Regions from separate parts of the Mus musculus genome. Here region 1 is linked to region 2. Evidence: chromatin contacts called from public HiChIP or PLAC-seq data. All regions are on one chromosome and are shown on one strand. Each heading gives the region's core, a stretch centred on a gene start, on an enhancer-like site or on the middle of the called end of the contact. The rest is flanking DNA. Distances are from core to core; before and after follow the strand shown.

The links. HiChIP or PLAC-seq counts read pairs in DNA pulled down with a chosen protein or histone mark.
Region 1: a contact with region 2 is called in a FOXA1 HiChIP or PLAC-seq map of pancreatic cancer cells. The contact joins the promoter of Shroom1 here to the promoter of Rad50 in region 2. A contact is called at or near these places in 15 of 39 promoter capture datasets (the C10 cell line, the HPC-7 cell line, the SN4741 cell line and 10 more), 7 of 484 Hi-C or Micro-C datasets (the C2C12 cell line, the N1E-115 cell line, bone marrow-derived macrophages and 1 more), 27 of 115 datasets of contacts at active chromatin or transcription factors (the 230-238 cell line, the NIH/3T3 cell line, the SCID.adh cell line and 19 more) and 4 of 9 other capture datasets (adipose tissue, embryonic stem cells, liver and 1 more).

What each region holds. Positions count from the first base shown.
Region 1 is chr11:53,455,809-53,458,508 of GRCm38.p6, reverse strand. It overlaps Shroom1 (shroom family member 1), which reads right to left and starts at 1,304. Exons shown (of 8, transcript NM_027917.3): 1 at 1,168-1,304.
Region 2 is chr11:53,705,826-53,708,675 of GRCm38.p6, reverse strand. It overlaps Rad50 (RAD50 double strand break repair protein), which reads left to right and starts at 1,357. Exons shown (of 25, transcript NM_009012.2): 1 at 1,357-1,749; 2 at 2,608-2,691. The coding sequence starts at 1,621.

The DNA of each region.
Region 1 (2,700 bases), core at 55-2,554, 250 kb after region 2:
GGGCTCGGGGCTCAGAACTAGGGCTCTTGAGGGTGGAAACACCAGACCTGAAGGATGAAGCTGGCACTGGGGGCTGAATCTCGAGTGAAGGTGGACCCAGGCAAGCAACCAGACGTGGGACTTCAGGCAAGGTTTGTTGGGAAATTTGATAAAGACAATTTTCAGTGGGCAAAACCAGACCAAGGCAACACATGTAAGTCCAGGTCAGGGAACAGGAGAGGCACTGGAGAAAAGTCAAGCTCCGAGCTAATCGGGAATGAAACAGTCCTCTCAAGGGCCACCTCCCATCTGTCTTCCTGTGAGGACCTGTGCAGGCCTTTCCTTGCCTCCAGCCTTCCCTCAGTACCTGGAGGGCTGTTAACTGCACTCCCTGACTCTCCTTAGAGTCAGAGGTTCAGGGTTCAATGCTCAGATCTTAAATCCTAGCATTCCAGGCTAGGTCTGATGGGTGAGCTTTCAGGCAAACTCCTTGGTTCTCTTTTCTAGTCTCCAAAGCTATGGGTGACATTGCACCCCTGTGAGACATCTATTTTACAACATAGTAGCTGGTTATACAGTCTCTGCTGGTCTTGGGCAGACTCTGTGAGACGCAGGTTCCAGGAGGTGTAGAAAAAGCAGAGGGTGAATGACACCTAGGTAAAGATGGTCACTGCCATGGGTACAGCACATACCCCAGGGCAAAAGCTAAGCCCTGGGGACCACAAGGGGCAGCAGAACCACACAAAGAGGTGAGGAAAGAGGCGCTTGGAACACTAGGAGAGCGGGTGGCCTCTGATCAGTGCATTTCTAGGCCTTTTCAGTGGGGTTCACGGTCCGGGAAGATCGGGGGATTGGGAGGGACCCGGATTCTCCAGCAATCGAAGCTCAAGAACAGAGGGTCCTGAGACGGACGCCACTGTGTACATTGCGTCCCTGCAACAGCTGGGCCACCTGGACAGCTCTGTCCCCTGCCAGGCCTGGCCGAGAGTAAAGGTGCGCAGGGGCCCGATTCCACTGGCGCGGCCGGTCTGGACTCCGGGTCGGAAGGTCCAGACAGAATGACGGTCAGTCAGGCTGCTTCGCGGCCACCGCTGTCGCCGCCCCGACCCTCCCGTCCTTGTCTCCCTTTTGGGAAGCAGATCTGTGGACCACGCGCTGTGTGTCCCCTCACCCGGTCCCGCTGCGTACCTGTGGCTCCAGCCCGAGACGCACTTCAGGGCGCCGGCGATCCCTCAGTGACATCCGAGCCCTGGGCTCCAGCTCCCGACGCCACCTCCAGTCTCCGGCCGCAGCAGGGGAGGCGCCACCTCCGGCCGAGGAGGGGCCGGAGTCTGGAGTGGCGGCAGGGCTGCGGGAGCCGCGCCCCTTCCTCTTGCGATTCTGTACGTGGCCCTAGTCCCCGGCCCTGGACCTCTAACCACCGCAGAGAACTCGAGCCGGAGGGCGATCGAAATCCTCCAAGCACTGCCGGATCCGCAGGCAAGACTTATGGACCAGCAGGCTCCTCAGTGCGGAGGTCAAACCCTCCCGGAGGCAACAAAGGCTCACCTTCCTTTCTTCTTCTTCTTTTAACCTTTAAAAAAATTACATTTATTTATTTACTTAATAATTTGGGAAGTAAGTAATGGGGGAAGCTCCCTTGTGGAGAAGTCGGTACTTTTCTTCCACCCTGTGGAGTACTAGATTCCAACTGTGAAGATCTGGTTTGGTGACATGAACATTTATCCACTGGACCATCTCTCCCGGCCGGTTCTCTTAAACTCCACGATGAAAACAGATGTGCCTGGAGTTCCTGCCTCATGCTCTCTCTCCCTCTGAGTGTGCTTTAGATGGCTGGCTACCTGATCAACTCTGCTCTTCAGACCCACATTTCCAAAACCATGCCACCTACTGGACTCTTTCCACAGGCTCTCCTCTCCTGTCTTTGTCTCCTCGCTTCCCATAGCTCCCTCCACCAGACCCACACCGAACGGAGCCCTGAACTTATGTGCTCGAATCTGCTACTAGGAGTGGGGTCTTCACCTTTTGGTAAAGACTTTGAACTCCTAAACTCCCGTCTGTACATCCTGAGTGCTGGAGTCTTTTTTTCAGCTCAGATGACCGGTGCCACCTGGTCCTCATTCTCTGTGTGTGTGGTGTATGCATGTGTACCTCTCGAGATTGGGTCTTTTCTTTTCTTTTTCTTTTTTTTTTTTTTTTCCGTTTTTGATTTTTCAAGACAGGGTTTCTCTGTATAGCCCTGGCTATCCTGGAACTTACTTTGTAGACCAGGCTGGCCTCAAACTCAGAAATCCGCCTGTCTCTGCCTCCCAAGTGTTGGGATCAAAGGTGTGCGCCAACACTGCCCAGATACTATTGGGTATTTTATTCTATCATTTCTACACCTTATTTTTTGAAACAAGGTCTCACACAGAAGTCATCAATTTGGCTAGACTAGCTGGCCAGCCAACTCCATGAGTCTGCCTACACACACACACACACACACACACACACACACACACACACACACACACACACCACATGTCCCCTGCACTGGGTAACAATGTAAGCTGTGGCACCTAGCTTTTCCCTTAGCTACTGCAGACCCAAGCTCAGCTCCTCATGTTTGAGTGGCAAGCACTTTGCCCACTGCCCCACTGCCCATTCGTCTCATGGTCAGCAAGCTCTGTGACTCCAACTCTGTAAAAGTCTGTCCATTTGAGGACTCTGGAGAACTTGCCC
Region 2 (2,850 bases), core at 108-2,607:
TTCAGGTCTTGTTTAGGCAGCCATATTGCTATGGTATCATGTGTGAAATTTTCTGTCATTTCTAGGAGACACAATCTCACAGGTTTCCTGGACCTCTGGTTCTTACAATCTCTTCACCCCCTCTTCTGACATGTTCTGTGAGCCTAGGTCCAAGAGTTGTGCTGTTGATCTATGAATCAGGGCTGGGCACGCCAGGCCAGCCTTTTATTTTTGTATGAGACAGGGTCTCACTCTTAGTCCACACTTAACAGTGAAAGGCATCCTCCTGCCTCAGTCACTCACCTGAGTGCAGGAATTACAGGTTTGAGCCTCCATAGCCAGCCCCTTTCTACCTAATTCCTACCTTGTGACCTTGTTGACAGGAGCGGACTTTCTTCCTACTTATAAGAACCCTGTCTTGGAACAGCATCTGGTTTTGGGTCCACAAACTTTTGGTCTTAAACTCCTTTTGCACTTTTAAATACTGCTGAGGGTGGAGGCATTGTATATGTTACTAATAGTTCAGTGGCAAAACTTTAAAAAAAGCCTACACACACATATATACTTTGTGTATTGCCTGCATGTATTACAGCATGTCTATGCCTGGAACTCAGGGAGGTCAGAAGAGGGTGTTAGATCCCCTGGAACTGGAATTACAGATGGTTGGGGCCACCATGTGGGTGCTGGGAATTGAACCCCGACAATCTGCAAGAGCAAGTGCTCTTAACCACTGAGCCACCTCTCCAGCTCACAAAACCATTAGCTCTGCAAGGATCTCAACACAAGCCTATGTAAGCATTAACTAGCAACATTTACAGCTTAGTAGAAATGAAAACTGATTTATTCTAAAGGAAAAATATATACAAGAGTGCAGTCTATTGTAATGGCAGCACCACAGTCACGTGATCAAGAGAAACTACTCGCCACTATAAAGTGAAAAACCAAAAAAAAAAAAAAAAATAATAATAATAATAAAAAGTGACAGTGAAAAACGCTGTTAAACAGTACTGTCCGTACAGTAGATGTCATTAACAAACCACTAACTGGGGTCTCCGACTGCACCCCAGCCTACCCATGCGGTCCAGGGATCCAAATGTGGACGTAAAGTATGGTCTTCGCTACTTAAGATGGGCTAGGAGGCTCTGTAATAGCGACGCTTGGAAGACTGAGGCAGGAGAATCGCAAGTTCGAGCCTACAGAGCTAGACCCGATCTCAAAACGTCAAAGCAAACAGTGATAGGTGGCAGCTGCCTCCCTGCCCAACTTCTAAAAGACAACAGCTACTCGTCCTGCTCGTGTTGCTTAGGACTCCCACTTCCCGGCATGCCCCGGGCGTGCGAGAGGCGTGGACAAGTACGCGCCCGCCCCCACGTGACCCCAGGTCGTGCGAGGCGGGAATGTGCGAGCTTACGGTTGCTGGCTCGCTTGGCTTTTCTGGGCTGTGCAGACCCTAACCGGCCCGCGCCCTCCCGGGAAACCGAAGCCCGCGGGGCCGGAAGTGCTCTCGCCACCGGAGCTCCTGCTCGCAGCGCGTGTTCGGAACTTTTGGGTCCTCTCGCGGCGTTCCTTCCCGGCTTGCCCAGCTTCCGCCTTGAGGTTAAAACTCGCCCCTGGCACTGAGTAAAGGAACGTGGTGCAAACATGTCCCGGATCGAAAAGATGAGCATTCTGGGCGTGCGAAGTTTTGGGATAGAGGATAAAGATAAGCAGATTATCTCTTTCTTCAGCCCCCTCACAATTTTGGTTGGACCCAATGGGGCGGGGAAGACGGTAAGTCCTGAGGCGAGGGCCCCAGAAGGTGTTTAGGGCGTCGCCCTGCGCGCTGCGTGGGCCTCGGGGACCTCAGAGCCGGTCCGGCCCAGCAACTCGGAGTGTCGGAAGCCCACGCGTGCGCTCCGCTCTGGCATCTCGTTCCCGGGGAAGGCCGGCTGCGCCCCTGCTTCCCAGCCCCGCCCCCTAGTTCCGGAAGCGTAGCAGACTCTCGCCACCTACCTGTGCCCAACTGGGACCTCCCAAAAGCCCCTCCAAAAAGCTTTTTTTTTAAATATGAGAGATAGGTAACCTAGAGTTGCAAAACATGTCTACTGGTAAAACATAACGATGGAAAAAAAAAGACTTATTGTGGACATGAAGCTGATAGAGTAGCCCTAACGCTGGAAAATTATTTTATTACTTCTGAAGATTTGGGCAATGCGTTGTGACACACTCGTTTAATCCTAGATTGGCAGAGACATGCCCATTTCTATGAGTTTGAGGCCAGTTTGATCTACACAATAAGTTGCAAGATAGCCAGAAATACCAACTTGGATGTTGAATGTCAGGAGGTGGACTTTTATGTGGAAATGTTACTTGACATTGTACCAGGTCTGTTCTTAGCCTTGATCTCCTGGAAGGAAGACATAATAAAGCGCTTATAATCACTAGCTACATGTATACATATTTTTTGCTATTATTTAATTTATTTATTTTGGACACAGCATCCCACATAGCTTAGGCTGACCTGATCTTCTTGTCCACCAAATGCTAGAATTGTAGATACACACCTCCACACCTGGCTGTGAATGAATATTTGTCATAAACTACTGTGGTTCTCATCACTAAATAACACACAACTTGCTCTTTTTTTAGACCATCATTGAATGTCTAAAGTATATTTGTACTGGAGATTTCCCTCCTGGAACCAAAGGAAATACATTTGTTCATGATCCCAAGGTAATGGTGTCTGTAAAGTTTTGTATTTTAAGAATTAAATTTTTATAATTCTAAAAGTAGTGGTTGCTTATTGTAGAGGACCTTAGAGTGGAAAGTATGCAGAGAAGATGGTCACCTGCAGTGGACGCACCCAGTGATAACCATTGTTGGCATTTTTAT